Linked DNA regions of Danio rerio: region 1 is linked to region 2. A link is a contact called in public Micro-C data. All regions are on one chromosome and are shown on one strand. Each heading gives the region's core, a stretch centred on a gene start, on an enhancer-like site or on the middle of the called end of the contact. The rest is flanking DNA. Distances are from core to core; before and after follow the strand shown.

Region 1 (6,339 bases), core at 2,981-5,480, 130 kb after region 2:
TGTAAATTGAATAGGGTAAGTTGGCCATAGTGTATGAGCGTAAATGAATGGGTATGGGTGTTTCCCAGTAATGGGTTGCAGCTGGAAGGGCATCCGCTGCGTAAAACATATGCTGGAATAGTTGGCGGTTCATTCCGCTGTTGCGAGCCCTGATTAATAAATGAACTAAGCCGAAGGAAAATGAAGCAATTTTATTGGATGCCTTATAAATATTTTGCTAAATATATAATAATGATTAGAGAAAAAATAGTCAATATTAATCACAGTATTTGATGTGGATTAAACATTTTTATAAAGAGCAGAGTTGTGTTAAAGCTGAATGTTGGACTGGCCTATAGCTCACATCGTCTTGCATTATGAATGGAGTCTAACAGTCTCTAAGATCTCACCATTCTCCAGTGCAGCGTGAGCTCTTTCCTTCTCATCTTTCTGGAATATATCACCTGTGTTAAAGTGTGGAGTATGAATTCTCGGAGACGGGCTCAGATTTACATGTGGTCTGGCATGCTTGGGGTTTCTAAGTGTTCACCCGATGAAAACAGAGAGGTCTTTTTTCCTGTGCCCTCTGACCAGAGCTATGAGGAAAGTGAAAATGAGCCGTAACCCTGCGCACGACTGCTGGAGACCTGAAGCTCGAGTGATGAGTTACAGCCATAAATCTGCTCTGCTGTAGTTTAACTTGACAAATGCAGGTGCCCACTTGTCTGAAAAAAACACCAGTGCCCATGTCAGATCTGACCAAATAAATTATGGGATTTAAAAGTCAAAACTAAACACCTAATTTTAGTATTCGTTTTATTTGTTTACTACAGTCACAAGTAAATTATGCATTGCCAAAAATGCTAATTGAACCCTTAATCTATTATTTGATTTTTATTTTTGATGTATTTGAATTATTAAACATAATAGTTTTAATAACTGATTAATATTGAGCAAGTTATTTTGTCTTTCCCAGGGTGACTGTGGATAATATTTTTATACTTATTTTTCAATACTGTTCAGCTTCAAGTGGAATTTAAGGTCTTAATTAGGATAACAAGTTAGGTTTATTAGGCAATTTATTGGATATATATATATATATATATATATATATATATATATATATATATATATATATATATATATATATATATATATAAATAAAAAATTATATATATATGTATGTATATGTGTGTGTGTGTGTGTGTGTGTGTGTGTGTGTGTGTATATATATATATATATATATATATATATATATATATATATATATATATATATATATATATATATACACACACACACAACAGTGTTCTATCTGATTCTCAAATATGACTGGCTGATAGTCGTGCAATATTCTGCAATAACAGCACTCGTACAGCCTTCTCATCTTATTCTTTATTACTCCGCCCACATAAGAATTAATAAACTCATTACAGTTTGAGAAATATTGCAGCAACATAATGTATTTTTGGGGCTTTTTTAGGCGAGATTGTAGTTGTTTAGATTCCAGTTTATTTATAAGGACAGTGCCTATTTTAAATATGTATTATTTCTGAGACAGTGAGTTGGCATCCATCAGACTGTCATACTGAGCAGAGCAAAGACGGTTGACGTTCCACCACAAGATGGCGACAGACTGCATAAAAAGTCTTTAGAGGAGAAAACCTCAGCGTTTATTTCAAACTACAGCTGAGCAAGTCATTGTAAAACAGGTAAGTCAATCTGTCTCTTTTGTATGTCGTAGTGCTGTATTTATACCTTAGTAATCTGTAGTGTTTGCTTTGCTTTGGCTATTTCAGGGTTAATTATTGTGAAATCCCGATTGCAACAGAGAAATACTGGGAAATCTTTGTAGACTGATGGCATCTCATTGCGGTCCGTTCAGCCTTATAATCTTAACATGTGAGCAAAATTTGCTGTTTTGTCATCACTTTAGACATTACCCTAGAAAATCATTCGAATACTTGCTCTAAAGTGACGTTCGTGAAATTAGCAACTACTCAGACGTCAGCTGTAGTTGTGAATGAATGGCTGGCGAAAGTAGTTCCTCATATAAAATCATTTTTAGACTCTCTGTGTTTGATTCTCTATTTTATATACACGATCATGCTGTCTAACTGTTGTATAAATGCAATATTGCACTTTAAGCAGTGCAATATTGCTGTATATCATCACTTGTGGGCTGATGTGAATTTGGTGATTTGGGGGTCCTAAGCAATTCCAGTCATGGGGCCCAACAGTCCTAAAATGCACCCTTTCTACTTTTTTTTTCTTCCATTTACAGTTTAGTTAAGTAAACTAGAATCCACTAGAGCTGCAAAACGAATCAATGTAATTAAGGGGATTAATTATAAATGTTATTGTCCTGACAAAACAAAGCACAATCTCACAGACATGTCTTAATATTATTTTATATCTCTGTTGAAACAAAGAAAACAGAATAATGTAGGCTATCACAGATGTCTTAAAGTTTACAAAATAATAATTATAATAATTTTAAAAAATTGCCACCCATTAAAACTGGGTCATTTTTATTGTGTTTTAGGACATTTTGGGGCCCAGCAGTCCTAAAATGCACCCTTTATACTTTTATTTAATTAGATGTTTTTTTTTTTAATATCACATCAAACATCTTTTCTATGTTCTATCTTAATGCATCTTACTTTTTTACTTTTTAAACGATAAGTTTTCTAAAAAAAATTTGCTTAATTTAAATAAAATTTAAATATTATAAATTTGACTGCTGGACTGCTCTATGATTGGGGGTGGTGGACAAATCTGTGCAGATGTAATAATAATAATTTTTTATGATATTATTACATACCAATAAATTAAAATAATAATATTATATATATATTTATTTATATTAAATAATATTATTTACATTACATTTGTATTTTTTGACTCTCACCATACAAAATATGATAGAAGACAATGTTATATATTCTAGATATATAATATAGATTTCCTTGGGCCCTATAAGCATCCACTTGCCTTGCTTATTGGTTAAATCCGCCCCTGCTGGTGGGGCTCTAAGCACAATGCACGCCTCCCACTAGTGACGATATACAGCCATATCGCACTGCTCCATGTGTGATACTGCTTACATATACAGTTGAAGTCAGATATACTAGCGCCCCTTTGCATTTTGTTTTCATTTTTAAATATTTCCCAAATAGTGTTTAACAGAGCAAAGAAATTTTCACACTATGTCTGATAATAATTTTTCTTCTGAAGAAAATCTGATTTGTTTTATTTTTCCTAGAATAAAAGCAGTTTTTATTTTTTAAAACCCATTTTAAGGTCAAAATTATTAGCCCCTTTGAACTATATTTATTTCAAACTTCTACAGAACAAACCAACGTTATACAATAACTTGCTTAATTATCCTAACCTGTCTACAGTAGTTAACCTAGTTAAGCCTTTAAATGCCACTTTAAGCTGTATAGAAGTGTCTTGAATAAATCAGTTTAAATGTGTTAAATAAATCAGTTATTAGAAATGAGCTATTAAAACTATTATGTTTAGAAATTTGTTGAAAAAAATCTCTCTGTTAAACAGAAAATTGGGGGGAAAATAAAAAGGGGCTAATAATTCTGACTTCAACTGTGTGTGTATATATATATATATATATATGCATGTTTGTATGTATATGTATGGTATATGGTATATATATATATATATATATATATATATATATATATATATATATATATATATATATATATATATATATATATATATATATATATATATATAGTCTTTGTTGTTGCTTAAGAAAACTTCCTTACAAAAAATTAAAATGCTTCTCTGGCATGTTTATATATTCGTTTTCTACGTTTTTTCCATAACCTTTTTTTTTTTTTTTACTTAAATATAATCTAATAAAGTAACTACATGGTCATATTGGTTTGAGATATTGGTTTGTTTGAATGCATTTTTTTCCACAAAATGTTTTTTTTTTCAGGTAAAAATATTATTTAGATGCTAATTATAGTATTTTCTTATTAATTTTAATGAAAACCCTTTAGATGGCTATAGTATTTTTTTGTAAATAAACCTTCAAATTGTTGACGTAAGATGTTTTTTCAATCTATAAGTAATATACTGGGGTAATGGGGCATGTAGAAAACGCGCTCCCGTCTGTCCTTATTGGGCACAGAGAGAAAGTCTCCAGAGAGGGAGAGAGAGCACGAGAGAGAGAGAGAGAGAGAGAGTGTGTGTGTGTTGAGCTTTCCGTCTCTGCGCTTTAGTCCACGGCTCTCCACCGGAGGAGCGGAGCGCACACTGACACGCTGCCGGTCTTTCGCACATGAACCGCGTTCAGTGTTTTCTCCTCGACCCGCTTCGAGTCTGACCACTGACGGATTTAAATCTCATCATCATTCCCATTCACAGACCGGACACCAGCCGCGACGTCTGGATAATACGCGCAGTGCACGCGCGCGGAGATGTGGATCATAAAGTTCATGTTGATGTGGACCTGCTGGATCGCAGTGGACGCGGACTTCGATGGCAGGTGAGACGGCACTTAGCCTATTCTTGTTTATGGAGACACATTATTTCGCTGTAGTTTGTTTGGTAACACTTTACTATAAGGAGCAGTTCTCGCTATTAAGGTTGTGCTCCTTTTACCTACCTAATAGCTATTAAGGTATTGTCCGTTTACTTAAAACGTAACATATTCTGCATGATCTTAGGCTATTCTACATCCCCAATACAGTGTTTAACCCTAACTACGACCTTAATAACTATCAATAAGCAGCCAGTTAGTAGTTTATAAAGCTTATGCATAGTTATTGCTTCATTAAAAGCGGGAATTATACCTTCATATAAAATAAAGTGTTACCACTTGCTAATTCAGCTATTCTGGTTTTTCCCTGACAAAAAAAGTGACTTTAAAGTGAACTGGTGCTAATTGGAAACATTCTGTCAAACAAAGAATGTTTTTAAGTGTTAATTAGTTGTATCATCACAAGCTCAATGTACAGTATTATGTCAATAAACAGCTGTAGATGTGCGAACAAGTGCAGTAAACAGAGATTTGACTTCATTTAGCCAGTGCTAGATTTGCGTTCAAGGTCAAAACACTAAGCAGGTGTTTATTTGAACGCGAATTTAATGCTGATATGTGTTAAAGCATCTGGGTTTGAATGTGTTGTTGTATGGTATAGCTACAAAATTATTATAACGGAGTTGAATTATTATATATAAATCCCTGACGAGGCAACAAACACCATTTGATTCTTCATTTGATTAAAAAAAACGGATTTGTACTTGAAAAGTGAACGTGTATTATCATTTTTGTAATATTTTATGTTGCATGTTAAACATAAGGAGTATCAGTAAAAAGTGCACTTTTTTATTAATAATAACTGTGTATTTCTAAAAAAAAATAGTCTTATTATTTCTTAATGTCTTATTATAGTGTGATGCTGAAAGCATAAACCTCACAGATGCCTCAAGATTAGTTGGCAGTGTGATCAGTTAAATTTAGCACTGGCTCCAAAGTTTGTTGTTACTGTTGTCAATCAGCATGGTGAACTTCTGAACTTGCATTCATCTTCACAGCAAAATAAGCCATTCATTCCCTAACTCATCTGTATATTGTAAATACCCCGTATAAATGGAAAAGAAATGTTTAAGACTCGTTTATTTTCTCTCTCTCTTGCTCTTGGACAGTCAGCACACGCGTTCCCCGGTGCTTTCGTGCCCTGACATGTAACGTGAAATATGTGGTGAACAGAAACGTGCCAGAGATTCAAATCTGCTTAAAGCTTCATTGAGATTAAAGGGGATCAAATGTCCATGCTTGAAATTAACTATGCGCTTTAGTAGAAGTAGCTCAGTATACCTTCAGGGCAAGGCTTCTGTCAGGCCTCACTAAGATACATGTGGGTCTCACTAATCCCTCACACCCGGTATAGTTCATCAATCCCTTTGCCGGTGGAATCAATAAGAGGGAAATCCAAAAGTTAGGAATCTGAGGGGATTATTAGAGGGGTATCCTAGCTGTTATTTGATGAAACTTCTTTTAAAGTAGGTTTTAAACGGAAAGTTCACCCAAAATTACAATTCTGTCATCATTTACACACCCTTCGCTTGTTCTAAACCTATTTGAGTTACTTTTTTGTGTGTTAAATGCAAAAGGAGATACTTTGAAGAATGCTAATTGATTAGACTTCCATAGTAGTGTTTATCTATGGAAGTCAGTGGGTACCTGCATTTTTCAAGACATCTTTTTTTGGGTTCAACAGAAGATAGAAACTTATAGTTTTTCTATTAATTCTCATATTAAAACTCATTATTTTTCTATTTATTATTGATATTATTATTTTTTTATTTTTTTCATAAGTCATT
Region 2 (5,998 bases), core at 3,116-5,615:
AAATCTCTTCCACATGCTCGCAGAGACAGTAAATGGATGGCTTGGCTCCGTGTGTCCCCTGCCCTGCCTGCGCGTGCTATTTCCAGCACCGACTCCTGCCTCCAGACCAAGGCTGTATTTTACTCGCAGGGAGCAGCGGTGCTCAATCGCAAGCAAATTGGTAATGATATGCTTGCGAGGCCTGTTGAGCGTTTCAACCCCTCCTTTAAGCTCTTGCCGAGGTTAAAATCAGCATCAAAGGGAAGGATGGGAAAAAAGCAAGAGACCCCGCCTCATACTTACAGAGATGAGAGGGAAAGGCTTTTCACTGTGCGCTTAGTTCATTGCATGATCGCTTTCAGGCACACTGTGTTCTTGAACTTGCTTACTTTTTGAATTTGAATGTCTTGTTTTGTATCGCGGCACTTGTGTGTTCTGTTTGCATGAAAGCATGTGCTATGTAAATGCATATTTGTATACTACCCTTCCTGGAATAAGTTAGGAATGTTTTAATGCAGTTGCTACTTTACTTTTTTTTTAATTGTAAATAAACATATATATAAGTTGGGACAGTGTGGAAAATGCAAAAAAAAGAAAAGTAGAGATTTCTAAATTTATTTTGACTTGTATTTTATTGCAGACTATACAACAAACATTATTTAATTTGTTCCTCATTATTTTTTATTGTTTTTTTTTTAAATAAACATGTAACAATTTTAGTTTCTGCAACATCTTAAAAACAGTTGTAACAGTAAAGGGTTTACCCCTTTGTAATGTTGCTAATCCTTTTCACAACTCCTAAAAGACGTTTAGGGAATAAAAACACCAAGTGATGAAGTTTTTCAGTGATTAAGTTTTTTGTCCTATTCTTCCTGCAAACAAGTCTTAAGGTGGGTGGGCAACAGTATAAGGTCTTTGTTGTGGCATTTTGCGCTTCAAAATGCACCACACATTCATCGGAGACAGGTCGGGACTGCAGGCAGGCCAGTCAAGTACCTCCTCTTCCTCCACATAATGTGTGCAGAGTTTGGTTTTGCATCGTCTTGTTGAAATATGCATGGGTGTCCTTGGAAAAAAAAGCAGCATATTGTGCTTCAAAATCTCTATGTACTTTTTCAGCATTAATGGTGCGTCACAGAAGTGCAAGTTAACTTTTCCAAGGGCACTAACACAACCACATTCCATGACAGACCCTGGCTTTGGACTTGTTGCTGGTAACAGTCTGGATGATACTTTTCTTCTTTGCTCCGAAGCACATGGTGTCCGTTTCTCCCAAAAAATACCTGAATTAATGATTCATCTGACTACATGTTTCCAGTATGTTATGGTCCATTTCAGATGCCTCTTGAGCCCATAGAAGTCAACTGCACTTCTGGACACTGTTAACATAGGGCTTCCTTTTGGCACGGTACAGTTTTAACTGACATTTGTGGATGTAAAGGTTTGCCAAAGTAGTGCAGAGTCCAGGTGATCATATTGATGAATGACTTTTTAAAAATGTGTAATACGTGTTTATTGTGAAGAAGAAAAAAAAAAATCATGAGGTACACATTAAATGTTTGTTGTATTGTCTGCAATAAAACACAAGTACATGTAGAAATCATTATATATAAATGAACAATGCTGTACAAACAAGTAAAACTGAAGAGTTTAGATGCAAAAACCTCTAATTGTCGTTGAAAATTTTCCTCTAAAATTTTTTTTTTTTTTTTTTTTTTATCAGGCTACTGGTGTATGTTCAGTAATATCACTTATATGGCAAAGAATAAGTAATTTTCCTGGTCTTTAAAGTAAAATATCTTAACATAAACAAAGAAGGCTGAGAAAATTTTCAGATGGCACTTAAAGGTTTTTGCATCTGAACTCAACTGTATTTATTTGATATTTTCTGCTTTTGTTTTCTTAAGTAATATTGTTATTGCAGTTTTAGTAAAGTCTGGATTATATCAAAACAATTTTCTGTAAAGTATGAAAAATCCCAAAAAGTTAAAGTTTGGTTTAATCTTGGTTAAAAATAAATGTGTAATACCAAATGACCATAATCCTGAGACAAATATTTATATCTGTGAACTGATATTTCAATATCAGCTTTATACAACTGATTACAAATCTCTTTTATTTAACTGAATGTTGAATGTGCATTATAACTGAAATAGTCTGTAGCTCAGGACATGTATTCACATGGTTAAACTTCTGGTGTTTAAGACTTATAGACATTTTTAAAGATTGAAATTTCATTTTCTAGGTGAGCTACTTTTATTTGAGCTATGAGCTATTTGTTTGATTTATTAGATTTTTTTAAGCATAGCGTTTAGAGAATATTTGTCAAACACGAACAGTGAGACTATTTAAAGTGTTATTTTCCTCTCCACCATTTAAAGTGGTTTGTCCCCTCCATAATTTGAAAGGTGTTTAAATGAGCCAAAACTTTGTGTACTGATATCAAACAATCTATGTTTAGGGTTGGACTTTAGCAGCTCGACAAAATTTGCTCACTGATATAGTAGGTCCAACAAACATGCTGGGTGTGTGTGTGTGTGTGTTAGTGTGCAACATACAATTAACTTCAGCTGTAAATTATGTACTATATACACACCCTTTGAAGATTTTATGGGATGCCTCCTTGGCTGGATTTAAACCGCCATGGTGCTTCTCCCAAGTGAACTGATAGCTGGATAGGAAAGAAAATGGTTGCAATGTAAAAAACTGAATTTGAGTCGGTTACATTTTAGACATTTGTATTATCCAACATGTTTCCAAATTTCTTATCTCAATTACACTATGAACTCTCAGCTTTAAGCAAATAAAAAGAAGTAAACATATTTAGGAATATAATCAAAGTGCACAAAATTTAGTATTATAACTAGATATTCTCTACAGTTAGTAGTAAACATACTGACTTAACATGCTTTAACCTTACTACTACACTGTAAAATGTTTCACATTGGTTACACTTACAAACTCAAGTTCACAAGCTGCCTTGACACTTTGTTTCAACTTAAGATGTTGAGTTTTAGTATATTGTGAAATATGTGAGTTGACTCACATTTTCAAGGCAGCTGATGAACTTGAGTTTAACCAATGCGAAACGTTTTACAGTGTATTTTTACATTAGCCTACATAGTAAACAATATTTTTAGACCTGACACAGACTGTGTTCACGCAGAGCTATAGCTTGATATAAACCAGATAAACTTTCAGGAGAACAATTCAAACAACATTTTGAAGAAGGATTAACTTGTTTAGTTTAAGTGGGCATCGTGTCCTCTCACAGAAAACATATAATGCGCTCGAAGCTGGATCTTCCCATTCACACGTTTTTTTCCCCATTATAAAGAGAAATGCTGTATATAGAGTGCTTAAATTTAAGCATTTTGTAAGATTTGTCTAATTAAAAAACAGTATGTGGTAATAGCCTACGGTTTTTGAGGAAAGGATCGAGGCCGACATTTACGCAAAATGAATACAAATAGGGAAAATGGCGGCAAATTACGTTGGAAATGTAGTTAGCTGACAGAAGCCCGAGAGAGCTGGTAACAAACTGAATAACAGGTGTTCTGTAGTGTTTTATATCATTTTATAATTATGCTACAAAAATAGCTGTAAATCATTAAAGCATTTCACTTATTTCATAGTTCACAGTTCATTCAAATTGTGAAACGTTTTTAAAATCACTGAAAAAAAGTTTCCCATATGGCTTTCCCTAATTTGTTAACTGGGGGATTCGAGTGGTTCAGAATTTGTCCCATACATGAGCTCATTTGTCCTTTTTTGGCTGCTAAATCCCATCATACATTGCGAAAATGCATCAAAGGTTTTAACACAAAGGAAAAGATGATCGTCGGACCAGTCCGTTTTAAATGAATGATATTTAAATGACTATATTTTAATTTAAAACTCTAACAGATTCCTATTTTTTTTCTAATGATATATGATGTGATGATGCATGATGTAAATGAAAACTGATGTAAATCTTTAAGAAATGTTTTTGGTATCAAAAAATGTGGTTAGAAGTTTGATGCTAATCAAGCTAATACTAAAATGTACCTATTAAAACCTCATAATTTAATAGAAAATGAGACGAATAATTGCAAACGGACTACCTTTTAAGAAAAGAAGCATGCTGCAGCATCTGATTCACCTGGCTGTCTACAGGCCTGTTTAAAATATACGACACCAATAGGTGGCAGCAAGTACATGTTCAGTTCAGTGATTTGTGCGTGTGAGATTATTACACTAAGCGACAAATATCGCACACTCATAGATACACTTCTTATTATATATCAAACAAACGATTGTAAACTTGTTATACGTGTTATTTGCTAATTTAGTTTGGCTGTAAACTTCACGAGACACAATAAAGAGCTATGGTGGAACTCCAACGCGAATATCCGTTTATACTCGGACTGTTTTTAATGTGAGACCAACACAAGTTGCACATGTGCTGCTTCCCAGTGGATATTTTGCTCAATTCAAACAGTGAGTACATGCAATGCACGTTATTTACTGCTTATTTCCTCCTTTGTTACTTTAGTTGGTTGTTTCCTTTTGTAATGTCGTGACGGCATGGGAATCCCGGGCAGAGAGTTACCTCACGTAACGTAATAATATGCTACTAAACTCACGTTTGGCATATGTGTGCCGTTGACATCTGTCACTGCTGACATCTGTTGACATCTATGTACCGTTATTGGTTTTACTAAATACAAAATTGGCACTGTTGTATTTCAGTACACGACTTTACCTCAATATTAAATAACTGCACATGGATGTATTCTAGTGTTCAAGCGTAAGTATTTGACATTTTTAGTTAAACGATGTTGGTTTTATTATTCAGACATTCCCCTTAATAACGTAACATAATTTACTAAAAACTAAATTAATGAAGCAGTTTTTTTGTGATGATGAACACATATCGTTCACTAAAACATATCAACAGACCAAACATTTAAAAGACTCACATTTGACCACTAAATGTGCATTTTATTAACGTTATAAAGAATGTACAATGAGGTTTTGCAGATAAACACTTGATTTTATAACAAACAAAGCATTCAAAATACTCAGTCAACCACTAACTTATATGTCTAGTTATTCATTATACTTAATATTAAATGATGCTGCATAATTGGGTTTGTAGATAATTTTTTAATCTTCCCTAACTTTATTTGCCATTGTATTTAAATCCAAGTTCTGTGCAACATTAAACACTTTATCTTTACTTTACATTGCTCATAACCAGGGCTTGACATTAACTTTATTGACCACCAGTCACTGTGGCTAGTAGTTTTCTAACATAGCCACTCACCATTTTCACTAGCTGCAATTGTGTTGTTGGGAAAAAATATTTCATATGCATAAAATTGACTTTGGCATGCTAAAATTACTTGATTTAAGTTTTGTGTTTTTCCACATGCCTCATTCATTGAACGTTTTTGTGTTGTGTATGAGCTTGCTTAATGAGCATAAGCAAATCGGTTATGGTTTCGTAGTGTTGCATTGCAATTCGTTTTTTATTTCACATGATTTTTCAGGGCTCAACATCAAGGATTTACAAAAATCTCAAAAAGAAATTCTCTAGCCACACCAAAAATAAATAAATAAATAAATAAACATTTCTTAGCCCAAAATAACTAAGCAAAAGAAAGCAGGTGAAAAACATGCTGTGTGCAATAATAAAAGGATGATCACGCGAAAGGCTAAAGCGAAATAAACCTGCTGCTTGGAAAAAGACCTTTAAAAAAAATCTGGAGCTCTTAAAAGCAGCAAGACTGTGGGTGCACGAGTGTCGTTTTTGTTCAGTCTATTTCAAAGAGAACCAATCGCACCAGTTATGTTTCCAGACATGGATGCTTTGCACAGGGCACCGTTCCTTTTTGAAGCTTTTAAACACTCGTGCGGATCACATCTGTTGAAATCAGTCTGGACCAGGGCTGGACTGGAACAAAAAGTTGTCCCTAGCATTTTGGGCCAGAGCAGCCCACTACATCAAAATGCTCCCCATCTGTCCGTGCCCTTG

What was found. A called contact is a pair of places that touch in the nucleus more often than the background predicts.
Region 1: a contact with region 2 is called in a Micro-C map of caudal fin, with 2.1 times the contacts expected there. The contact joins the promoter of npnta here to the promoter of gstcd in region 2.

Annotation. Positions count from the first base shown.
Region 1 is chr1:53,396,326-53,402,664 of GRCz12tu, forward strand. npnta (nephronectin a) reads left to right here and starts at 4,231. Exons shown (of 13, transcript NM_001145580.1): 1 at 4,231-4,498. The coding sequence starts at 4,431.
Region 2 is chr1:53,261,986-53,267,983 of GRCz12tu, forward strand. gstcd (glutathione S-transferase, C-terminal domain containing) reads left to right here and starts at 4,366. Exons shown (of 12, transcript NM_001024462.1): 1 at 4,366-4,458. It also overlaps a transcript of sgms2a not described here.